Regions from separate parts of the Triticum aestivum genome. Here region 1 is linked to region 2. The links are chromatin contacts, called in public Hi-C maps. All regions are on one chromosome and are shown on one strand. Each heading gives the region's core, a stretch centred on a gene start, on an enhancer-like site or on the middle of the called end of the contact. The rest is flanking DNA. Distances are from core to core; before and after follow the strand shown.

What was found. Hi-C and Micro-C count contacts between places; a contact is called where the count stands out from the background.
Region 1: a contact with region 2 is called in a Hi-C map of leaf, with 2.1 times the contacts expected there. The contact joins the promoter of LOC123131221 here to the promoter of LOC123129780 in region 2. A contact is called at or near these places in 2 of 5 Hi-C or Micro-C datasets (both in leaf).

The regions. Positions count from the first base shown.
Region 1 is chr6A:596,639,158-596,645,565 of IWGSC CS RefSeq v2.1, forward strand. It overlaps LOC123131221, which reads left to right and starts at 1,386. Exons shown (of 1, transcript XM_044550944.1): 1 at 1,386-2,175. The coding sequence starts at 1,448. The coding sequence ends at 1,954.
Region 2 is chr6A:596,414,650-596,420,915 of IWGSC CS RefSeq v2.1, forward strand. It overlaps LOC123129780, which reads right to left and starts at 4,622. Exons shown (of 1, transcript XM_044549809.1): 1 at 3,836-4,622. The coding sequence starts at 4,622. The coding sequence ends at 4,068.

The DNA of each region.
Region 1 (6,408 bases), core at 136-2,635, 220 kb after region 2:
ACGGACAGAGCTCAACCACGATGATGAGCTGTTGCAAATCCAAAACGATTGACAAGGTGTTGCCAGAAACAAAAACAAACAGGAACCCTAGTAGGAGTAGCCCCCGGTGCGCTGCCAGCTGCCCCGCCGGCCGCCATCGTCGTCACCCCTGACCCCTCCCACCATAGCCGTCGCGTGCCGCGTCGCGCGTGCGGCGTTTTCCATAGCGAATCTGTCCTTCATGTGTTTGTGAGTGGCTGGAGTGCTGATCATGCCCACCGAAGCCAGATGCAGAGCAGTACTACTAGTAACAGCGATCGTGCATGCGATCCTTCACGTACACATCACCGGCGGGCTCCATGATACCTTCCTTCGCGCAGAGACTCCATGAACCAACGTACATGGGCGCCAGTAAATAGGTTTGGTGCTGATGGACAATGCCATTAAGGTGACCGATATGCCGCCCATGCCACTGTGTCGAACATTCAGAGGTCCGCCGCATTTCAAGCGGAGCTGAGGCGATCCCACGGCCGGCGGCTGCCGCGTCACGTCGACGAGGTCCTAGTCGTTCCAACCAGACAATCACCGGCCAGGGTCTGAACGTTCGGACATATTGGTTCCTTTTTCCTGGCACCGTCTTTTCAGTGTGCCGGAAACGGTTTAATGCCACAGATGGGCGGCACCTGGGCTACACACAGTTTTAGGAGCCACGCTGCTAGAGTTACATCAATGGCCCTGTTTGGATACTCTAACACAGTTAGTTAGAGTTAGAGTTATTTTTTAACCCACTCTAATCCAAATAAGCACCTCTTCATCGGGATAGTTGGGTTAGATGGAACTAACACATTCTAACCCTTCCTGTTTGGATACTTTGGGTTATTTAAGCCTCCAACTAATCCAAACTAGCTCTAACCCCGTGATCCAAATAGGACCAATGCTTATGCTTCTATACGACGGTTTTTCTAGACAACAAATTATGAATCGTGCGTTTCAACAGAAATAACAGTATGTTCCAATTCGTTGGTGAGGAAATCTTTGGTCATGAGAAATCTTCACTAAATTAGCAGTTGTCAATGGTTTAGTTCGGACGGAGTAATTTTTTGCAATACCTGCATAATAGCACCATGCTACTTAATAAATTGACCAGATTTTGACAAAAGATATTCAAAAAATTTCTTTTTTGAGTAAAAGATATTCAAAAAAAAAAGTTGGCATGAGTCCTATAATATTGGGGGGTGGACCTACCTGCCTTGAACCCAGGACCAAGTCCGGTGTGCTGCTGTCTAGGCCCACAGCTCAGACGCCCACTGCTTTATGCCCGAACCCCTGCTCTCCCCAGAATACCCCTCCACTTCTATATACCTCTATATAGTGCGCCAAACCCGCGGTCCTTTCAGTTCACTCGAACTCCCCCAAACCAGCAGCAAAACCACCACTCCAACGCTTGCACTCCTCGATCTATTCTCTCATGGCGACGGCAACTGCGAGTAGGCCCAGCGGGCCGGTCCTGTCGATTCCCAGCTACTGCTCCGCCTCGCCCACCCGCGTCAACCTGCCCGCCGGTGGCGCCACACGCTCGCCGGGCAAGTCCGTCAGCGTCTCGTCCTCCTCCCCTGCCCCTGCCGGCGCCGCCGCCAGCAAGGGCCGTCGGTCCTGCATGTGCTCCCCGACAAACCACCCGGGCTCTTTCCGGTGCAGCCTCCACAAAGAGCGCAAGCAGGCGGCTCCATCTTGCAACAGCAAGCCCGGCTCCCCGCCGTCCATCGGCAGCGCCGGCTCGAAGCAGAGGGGCAGCGCGCTGGTGCGGCTTGTCCCCATGGAGAGCGGGCACTGGGCACGCAGGGCGCTCGCGCCGTCCTCCGCGGCGCAGCAGTCGCTCCAGCACCGGAGGCGCGTGGGCCGGTCCCGTCCCCGGCCGAGCCGGCTCTCCGCTGTGTCCATGGCCGGCGACCGCGCCGGGGACAACCACCAGTAGACCAACGTCAACATGCCATATAGCAAGATAAAGTAGATGGGGAAAAAATCCCGTAAGAATTCGAGTTTTAGACCAAATTCTCGGTTCCCGCCTGGCCAATTAGCCAGCTCGTAGATTTACATAGTCATAGAGTGAGCCTCTTCGTCCTCTCTGCTCCGCTGTGTACAACTCCCTCTGGTTTTGGATATGCATAATCATGAGTTACAAATTGGAGACACATACATGCATCTAATCTGTCCCGTGGCCGGAGGCCTATCCATTCCGGATCATGGATGATTTGCCGCAACAACTTTCTGCTTTTGTTCCTCTCTCTGGAGTGTGGATGCGTCTCGCCCCTGTTTTGGTTTTGGATAAGCTCCGCAAGAGGTCAGTGGCGTCTCGCCGGCGCTTCCTCCGTCACGCGGGCGGCACCCGTGGCCCCAGCCGGACGGTTCAGGCCAGCAACTTGGAGCACGAGAGCAATCCCCCGATTCCGACGAGGTTTCTGTAGGATTTCATGATCCCAGCGATGAAGGAAGTGAGGCTGCCGCTGAACCAATGTTTTTCTGTGTGTGTATTTTACTGTTGGCGCGACGGACGACCTAGCAGTTGGAAATCCCCGCTCCAACTCTTCAACTTGCGGAAGAAGATGAAGATGTTGGAAGACCGGTGGGCGCGCACAGCTGGCCAGCTTCTTGTCAGTTGTCACCTTTTGGATTGGCGCCATGTAGTACGTTAGTTGGCTCTTGTCTCTCTTTCAAGTGCAGTGCGTGCGGTGCTTCTTTTTCTATACCGACGAAAAATATCAGTGCCTTTTTAGACGAACGAACGGAATACTGACAAAAACTCAAAAACACGAATTAATCATTAGCTATTTTCTGCTCAAAACTGGCTGCTTTTGTATGAACAGCCGGCATATGCGTCGAACAGCCGACAAGCCAAACCCAAGTGGAGTTGCTGAGAGTGGAATACATATAACGAACTCGTTGAATATCTGACGATCCAGTTGGTACGGCACTGCTACTACCCCCAACAAGCTCGTTAAAAATCAGGCGGGCGTTCGCAGATCCAAAGTAGAAGCTCTGGAGCGTCGGCGTCGAAGACGGCCGAGAAGGTCAACAGAACGCATGACCCGTCGGAATAACTCGATCGCGACATGCACCGCCGGAGGCCGAATTCGGTCGCACGCGCGGACGCACAAATGGGCTTGATCGACGCTCTCGAAGGATTCGAAGGAAGGTCGGTCTCTCTTGCCACTGACACGACATGATTGCCCAAGCGCGAGGGCACGATCGAGTCATTGCACAGTCACTCGGGCTGGAGTTATTCTGTGATCTGCCTGACAAGGAACCAGGAGAAGTTCAGTGCCGCTTCAACTAGGCAATCCGCGGTAGAAGTTTCTGCAGATGCTCTGATAAGATTTTGCTGGGAGATCGGGGGCTGGGAATTGACTTAGCAGTGGTGTGCACTGGCATGTCCCCGTCGTGTACTTTTTGACCTGCAACGCCGGTTCTTTGCACTAGTTCTAAGTTCAGAGTGTGCAACATAAATTCAGTTTCCCTCGGGCGCAGGGTGTTGGACTCGGGGGACCGGACAGTTTATTTAGCAAGACATGATGAGTGATGATCTGGAATTGCTAATAGCCTGTAGGCGGGGCGATGTCAACCGTGTGAATTACGGTCCGAACTTCTGACTTTGTGCATCTCGATCAAGGAAAACTGTTTCAGAAGAAGCACTAGGGTAAATGTTTCATGAAAAAAATGTGCAAGATTTCAGATCGGGTTGGACATAGGTATACATAGGGGGTATGCATTGCTCGCTTGATGACAGTGAATCTTTTCTCCTCATAAATTCATTATGTTTCTCCTAAAAGTTTTGCTAGCTCCTCGGGAAGCTAATTAATTATTGTGGCTGATCACGGAGATTACCATGTGTAGTTGGTTAATATCGGGAGGATATGCAAGTTTTGTATACCTGGTCTTTCTAGAAGATTTTTTTTACGGGAAACTTTCTAGATGAAACTGAAATCAGATATCTGCAGGAACGGCGGATGCATGCGGAAATTTTATCTCAATTTACATGTCGACGTATCGCTATTCTGCCTCTCACCGACGGACGAGACTTGCCTGCTCCCCCGGCGTGTGCCCATCCGTGCTCCCGCGTATGTGGCTTGATTTGATTGGAAGAAAATAAGGTCCGGCCCACCCCTTAAAATCAAGCGGAGATGTTTAGATTAGAAAGAAAAGAGAAAAAAAAAACAACCGTAAGATAAAGTGAGAGTACGGATGGGAGCATGGAAAGGGAACAGGCAAGCCGGATCCCTCACCGACTCGCTGAGTTGATCTACACCAAGCGTGATCCTGACGACAGGAACCGCGACAAACGCTTAATTTCCCTGCGCATCACCGTGTCCCTGTTACGTCGTGGATCCATGTCGTCGTCGGCCGCGATTAAATTTCTGGATCTTTTGCTGACGAGAAAACTTGTTAATTAATCGTACATGTGGGTGTACGTGGCTGGTGTCAGGTTCAGTATATGTCGTTTGGTGGTAACTTTTTGTGATTTACATTGTTGTCGTGTCATTAGCGTGCACACATGCATGGAATGCAGGCTTCAGCAGCTCATGGTCGGCACGAACAGCAGTAAATAAATCGCCTCGGCCAGCTTTGACAACCGGACCGCCTTCTAAACTACTCGCACTACAAAGAGAGACAAAATAATGCAGGCACGAAACGTAAATTAAATATGAAAGGGTGAATAATTGTGAGGACATCGCGCCGGCTTCTGTCTCTGCTCAACAAAATATTTGCTATCGGAGTTGTAGGTTATGGAGCAAGGGGAGGGTACGTGCATGCATGGCTTCTACTGGTTGCCTGCCATGCATGGTGGATAGTCGATGCACGTGGCGTCTCTTTCAGCGCGCGCGTGTAGCTAGCTAGATCGAGCTAGTAGCGTCGGAGCTGACCAGGACGGGATAACTGCCTCGCCGACCGGCCAGTTCGGTCCGGCACGTGGTCCTCCGTTTGGCTCTTGCCGGAACCGGGGGCAATGCCACCGGCCAACCGAATGCCGTCGCCGTCGAACCTTCCCGTTCTGTGCCACGGCCGCACTGGCCGGTGGCTCGACTGCGCACGCCAGGGTCTACTACGTGCCTATGTTGCTTCACTTGTAACAGAGCCAGCGGGCTAGGATGATTTACCACCGATTGCATACGTGCATCTCAGGATATCACGCTATATCGAGATTGGGTCGGTCCAGGCTTAGACCAATTGGATACACGCAGCGCGTGCTTTGGCCGAAATGGATTAGTAAGATCTTCCTCTTTCAAAACATATCAACGAGATTCTTCTAAGTGCAGCATCCGGTTCGGCTCGTCCCTTTTAGTATCTCCCACGATCAACTTTTGTTTTTGAGGTCTTCTATACTATTTTATCATTTTTCCAAAACCGGGCAGACAATCATATATATTTGCGCGCAATCAAGCGAAGAATATGTTCAACAATAAGCGCAGCACGATTTGAAGATCCACCACCAAGCTCCGCATGATTGATGCACATGTTTTGCACAAACGGATCTACATTTTGGAACTGTCTATCAGCAGGCCACGTGATCAGGGCATGTATGTGTCAACCGCCGTGAGTGGTGCAGCGCATGGAGCCAGGCAACGACAGCTCGGCTCGGCAGGGCTAAGAGCATCTTCAACGGCTGCACGAAACGACGCGCGCGCTAAACGCAGCCTTTAGCGTGCGCGGGGCGTTTTGCCGCGCTTCAGCGGCGGCGGGAAAACCACGCGCGCGGGAACCGCTTGCGCGCGCGCGAAAAGGCGCTAGCTCGCGCGTCATTTTTGCGCACCGCTTCCGGCGCGCCTATAAAGTGTGACACGCGCCACGCGCCTCTCCAAGCTTCCTCTTCTCCTCTTCCACTCTTTGGCACGCGCCGCTTCAGCGCCCGCGTCCGGCTACCGCGGCGTCCGCCTGCGCCCCAACGGCGGCTACTACGCGGAGATACACTCCGGCGATCTTCGGCTCGGCCTCGGCACGTACGGGACGGCGCGCGAGGCCGGCTGCGCGTACGACGCGGCGGTGTGGCGCCTAGGCCGGCCGCGCGGCCAGATGAACTTTCAGGATGTCTACATGCTCCAACAAGCGCTCGACCGTGCCCCGCCACCGCGTCTGAACACGGCATAAGACCGTGCGGAGCACAACGAGCGGCAGCGCCGCCTCCTCGTTGCCCAGGAGGACGAGCGGGTCATGACGGAGTGGCGCCACCGCCACCCGGAGGACGTCGCCTACGAGCAGGCCTACTGGGCAAGGCGTCGCGAGGAGGACACGCGAAAGCGCCGCGAGGCGCGGTTGGACAGGCGTCGGCGCAAGGAGTTGGCGAACGCGCAGTCCGATCTCATTGCAGCAGGTGGGCAGTCGTTCTTCACGCCGAACGATGATCTGTGGTTGGACATCTGGCTGGATACCTCGGAC
Region 2 (6,266 bases), core at 3,372-5,871:
ATTGACCCTTGACCCCGACAAAGCGGTAGCAGCAGCAACCACATGACCCTGACAAAGCTCGTCCAGATAGGAGCAACTGACCCTGTCCATAGATCTAGATGTAAGAACACTGCAACCACATGAAGCATAGACCGATAATATCTAATAATCTGTAAATCACACTTGCTATTGTATAATTTTTAAGAGATGCATGTGATCTGATTGAGAAAAACACCTTGTGTGGCCATTCTGCTTGTGTGGCCACCCCGGCTCCTCACTAATGCAAATATTGATTAAACCATAATTGCTATTCAAGATTTGGAAACTCAGATCATGGCACCCTTGCCTCAGTTATTGTTGAAATCATAGGAGCACAGTAAAAAGAAACAATAAATAAAACAACAAATGAACAAAACCACCAACATTCCATGCACAAAGGTGAAAGGACCAACAATCATAGGCCCTACGAGGATGCAGACAAGGAACAAAAGACATATATTTAGACTCCACTAAAAACAAGCAGTGAAGACAGGAAACCACCAACATCCAATGCACAAAGACATAAATACTTTTGGCTTTTACCAGAAAAGATATGACCGACAATCAGAACAGAGGCGAGGCCAAAAATGCATATTGCCATACAATCCTACACCTAGGTATGGAAAGAAGAGGGGAAAGGAGGAGAAGAGGGGTTGATCTGAAGATCCGTGGAAGAGGACGTGCGAGGCTGCTAATAGATGACGTGCACGCACAGATCGAAGGAGGCGCCTACCAGGGGTTTGACCAGAAGGACGAGAATCAGGTAATTGTGGACCAATTTGCATGAAAAAGAAAGCAAAAATCAAAGATTAGCAGCAGCCAATGACCAAGAACAGAACAAAATAGACACATACCTATGGATCCCTGGACGTGCTGGAGAGGAGGCAGGGGCTGGCCGTCGTTGCTCCTTTGGCCGCTCTCCATGGTTTGGGCGGCGCCAGATCGAAGGGGGTGGAAGGAGGAGGACGTGAGGGGAGTTGGTCGGGCGGTGGTGGGGAAGGAGGCAGGGGCGGTGGCGCTAGGGGCGAGAGGAAGAGGAGAAGGAGGCCGGGCGGCGGCATGGATGGAGGCAGGGGCGGCGGCGCTAGGGGAGAGAGGAAGAGGAGAGGAGGCGCGCGGGATGGGAGGGGAACGAGCGAGAGAGGGAGAGGATGCCCTCGGGAGGGGAGAGGAGGAGGTTAGGGTTCACCACGGGAGCCGGCCCTTTTATACCATCTGTGAGCGAAATGACGAAAATGCTCCCGGCAGGGCAGGCTATTTACGCGCGGTGGCACGAAACGGGAGTAACTATTCATTCCAGCAGTAACTTTTTTTTGATCCGATGGCCGAGGTCTTCCACGCGGTCGATCCGACGGCCCAAGATCCATCAAGCAACCAGATCCGACGGCCAGGAACTCCAAATCACTGAGGAGCCGGGAGGGTTACTCGATCCCTTATTTCTCGATTGCCTGCCCGGTCAAGTGTCACCGAACTTGTCCAGGTTCCGTGACTTGGAATAATTCCAGGTGGAGTGACTGTGCAGTGACTCGATTGTGCCCTGGCACTCGGGCAAGAGTGTCCCTGGAGCGAGTGTCGTGTCTGTGGCAAGAGAGACCCACCTTTCTTCGGAAGCGGCAAGTCCAACTATGCCTCCGACCGAGTCCGGCCTCCGACGGAGCTCGGCGCGATCGGTCATCCGTTCTGTTGACCTGCTCGACCGTCGTTGACGCTGACGCTCCAGAGCCTCTTTTGGTCAACAAATGCCCGTCGAATAGTTGACGAGTTTGTTGTGGGTCGTTGTAGTGCCAAAAAGCAACTACGCAGATATTCAACAAGTTCGTTAATTAAACTAGTAGTAGTACTAGTATATTCACTCTCAGCAACTCCACTTGTGAGGTAGCTGTTTCAACGTTTGGAAAGGGCACTAATATTTTTTGCACGATGAGAAATAGGAGCAAACTTTGGTATCGGCTTCCACAACTAACAAGAAGCTCACCCGCAAAAGAAGAAGAAAAAGAAGAAGAAACCCTAACAAGAAGCTGGCCAGCTGCGCGCGCCCACCATTCTCCCAACATCATCTTCTTGTGCAAGTTCAAGAGTTGGAGCCTTGGACCCAGGAAGAACGAAAATATGACGGGAGCAAGCGACAGCGAGACGCCACCGAGGAGCTTATCCAAAATCGAAAGAGAGGCGCGAGTCCACACTCCAGAAACAGAAACAGAAACAAAAGCAGAAAGTTGCTGCGGCAAACAAATCATCCATGGATGGATAACCTAATTCAGTGGCGGCGCCGCTAGCTCTGGGTCGGTACATTGCCTCCGGCGCATGGCTTTTACCGACGGTTTACCGATCAACGGCGGAGCTATGTTGGGGCCGAGGGGGGCCGTGGCCCCCCCAGCTTTGGAGAAAACCCTGAAGAATTTTTTTTAAGGGCTAAGATGAGGTGAAAATTAGCCTTTTGCCCCCCTAGCTCTTTGTTATTTACGTTTCACCCCCAATGGTTTTGGTCTAGCTCCGCCACTGTTACCGATTCTGAACTTTTCTCCCCGGCCGGCCTACCGGTCGCCCTCGCGTCCTACCTGGACACTGGAAAATTGCAGTATGTAGCCATGGATTGCCTGCCCGGGTAGGTGCCACTGAACCTCTCCAGGTTCCGTGCCAGGCAGATCTTCCAGCCCGGGACTGCACTGAACCGATCATATGCCCTGGTGCGCGGGCAAGAGAGTTCCTTCCGGTCGCGTCAGTGGCATTTGTGCGTCCGCGCGCGCGACCGAGCCCGGCGTCTGAAAGTGCTCAGCGCAGGCATGTTGGCGACGCTGACGTTTCATAATTTCTGGCTAGTAGATGGATATTTGACGAGTATTACTCCCTTCGTTTTCATTTAGTTCGCATATTAGCTTTGGTCAAAGTCAAGCTTTGTAAACTTTGACTAAGTTTATAAACAAAAATATTAACATATACAATAAATAATCAATACTACTAGATTCATTATTGAATGTACTTTCACATCATATAGATTTGTTATGATAAATGTTTATATATTTTTTTTTATAAACTTGGTCAAACTTTGCAAAGTTTGACTTCGGTCAAACCTAATATGCAGACTAAATAAAAACAGAGGGAGTACCACCAACTCGTAATAAGATATTCAACTAGTACTTTATTCCACCATGAGCGAGCCCACTTGGTTTGTTTGCTTAGCAGCTACTACATGCCCAACGCATCCAGTGTAGAGTACGTACGCACACACAGACAAACGGTTCTCAACAGAAGATCCAAGTGCTTTGTATGATCAGTAATCGGCTCGTTAAGCAAAAGAAACACCGTATTTGATAGGGAGATGAGATGGGAACCAACTTATGCCAAGCAACTCATTACCGGCGAAGAAACGGAAGTATCGCCTTCCACACTAAACAAGAAGTGTCCACAATCATCTTCTTGCGCAAGTTCAGGAGTTGGAGGGGAATCCCAACCGCTACGCCGTCCGTCCCGCCAACAGTAAAATATCACGAATAGGAACGTAGGAAGAAGAAATATCTCAGTTCATTCATCGATTCGATCTTGAAAATTCTACACAAATCTCGTCAGAACCGCCCCGTGCGTGCTTGGCCTCGCCTGATCCGTTCGGCCGGGGCACGCACGGGTACGGCGTGACGGGAGCAGGCGACGGCGAGACGCCACTGATCTCTTTGCAGAGCTTATCCGAAACCGAAACAGGGGCGAGATGAATCCACACTCCAGAAACAGAAACAGAAGCAGAAAATTGTCGCGGCAAACAAATCATCAAAGGACGGATAAGCCTCCCGTCACGGGTCAAAGATGAGATGCATGCACCATGTGTCTCAATCTGTAACTCAAGTAGTATATCCAAAACCAAGGGCGTTCATTTTACACCACGGAGGGCAGAGGACGAGCTCACTGTATGTACAGATTACAGAAGAGAGGAGGAAGAGGCTCACTCCACCTACTGCTACGGGCTAGCTAAACTGACCAGGCCGGAGTCAAATTCGGTCAAAACTCAAAAGCATCTAACTGTAGTATCTTGCTATGGCATGTCGACGTTGATTTGTTTACTGGCAGTTGTCGCTGGGACGCTCGCCGGCCACGGAGACGGCGGAGAGCCTGCTCGGCCTGGGGCGGAACCCGCCCGCGCGCCTCCGGTGCTGTGCGGCGGGGGACGGCGCGAGCGCTCTGCGGGCACACTGCCCGCTGTCCATGCGCTTCGAGCCCAGACTGCAGGCGCTGCGGACGGACGGCGGGGAGGCGGGCTTGCTGCTCCCGGCGGGGGCCCCCTCCTGCTTGGGCTCCTTGTGGAGGCTGCAACGGAACGAGCCCGGGTGGTTCGTCGAGGAGCACATGCAGGACCGCCGGCTCCTGGTGGATGACGGGGAGGAGACGCTGACGGACTTGCCCGGCGAGCGGGTGGCGCCGTTGGCGAGCTTGACGCGGGTGGGCGAGGCGGAGCGGTAGGTGGGTATGGAGAGCACCGGGCCGCTGGGTCGACTTTGTGGTTGCTGTCGCCATGAGAGAGAGAGAGAGAGATCGAGGAGCGCGAGCAGTTGGAATCGGGTGCGTGGAGGAGATGGAATCGGGAGTAAACCTGAGAGAAGCGGGTTGGGTGCAATTTATAGAGACGAAGACGAGCTTCAGTGGGTGGGGATTACGGGTGGGCGCTGTGGGTGGGTGTGCCGTGGGCCCGGACGGGATTCAAGGCAGGTAGGTCCACCCTCCAATATTCAAAGGAGTCATGCCAGCTTGCTTGGAATATTTTGTGTCAAAAATGCTGGCCAATTTCTTGCACCACAAACCAGTACACTTTTTATATATAAAAAAGACACAAACCAGTGTTCTGACTAGTAGCATGTCGCTATTCTTCATGCTCCAGATTTTTTTTAAGGTACGCAAATTGCGTACCATAGCTTTATATGAGAAACAGCTCAACGTGCCTGCCCGACCCGCCATTGTCTGTCTCCATGCGCTGCATCACTCGCGGGTGCTGGTGATCAGATGGCCTATTGATTAAAGACGGGAGGCGTCCCGGCCCTTTCGTTGTTGTTGGAGAAAGCAGGGCGGGACCAGACACTGCTAAAATTTACTTTCAATCATGTGAGCTCCGTCCTATAGTTGTGGATCTTCAATATACTGCATTTGTCCATATGCTCACATAATTGGAGTACATGTTTTTTTAGCAAGCATATAATTGAAGAGATGGTGATTTTAATTGCAGATTCTTCAGTTGATTGCGAGCATATGATTGTATCCGATTTTGGAGAAATAATAAACACTATATAGCACCATGTGCTCTATATATTCTTTGGTTGATTGTGGAACAAAACATAAAAAGGACTAGCTAGATTAGTGCATTGGTATGGGATTCCACCTGAGATGCGATAAGAATACGGTGCCACATTTGGAAGAATCTCGTTGATATTTTCGAAAGTGAAAGATCTTGTTAATCCTTTTTGGCCTAAGCATGCAATGTAGTATGTGTCAAATCAGGCTAAGCCTGGCCCGGCCCTACGTCGATTGTAGCGTCATCTCCTGAGATATGTTCGTGTCATGTAGAAACATAAACTTTTGCCTTCGGTATTTGAATTTTATTTCTGTACTGGAGCGAGCTAGTTTCCTGAAATGCTTACCAAGTACTTTCTTATATACCTTGGTTGATTGTGGAACAAAACACAAAAGGGACTAGCTAGATTAGAGCATCTCTACTCCTAAAGGGGGAGTTCATTGTCATTTCTTTTCGCTTCTTCCCGTAATACTCCATGCGATCAATCGGTCGAAGTCTCTCTACCCACCGACTTTTACAACGCTAACCTCCCCAATATTTTTTTTCTCTCCTCCTATGTTTTTTCCTGTTGGTCATCTGCCCCTCTCGCACAATCTCATCTCCCCCTACATGAGCGACCGAACCCTATATGGCCGATGCCGACGGCGATCCCACTCGCCTCTATCCCTCCCACTCGCCTCCACCCTGGTCCTATCCCTAAGCTTAAGTTGCTACGCTTCCCCATTGCCCCACCGGCCATGGCTTCCCACCCCCGACTCCACCACCACCAGCACCTCCATCGCCTCCACCTCCACCCCCGTAGTCCCTTCTCTGGCGTCCTCTCTACATCACCGTGTCCTCTACTAAGCCATGGCCCTGGTGGGGGTTGGTGGCACAGTGGTGGACGGGTATGCTGGTGGGGGCCTCGTCGAGGGTGAGGGGGACGCGGACGGGGACGGGGATGTTAGTTGAGCAGGAGGCCTCTTCCTCCTCGCGA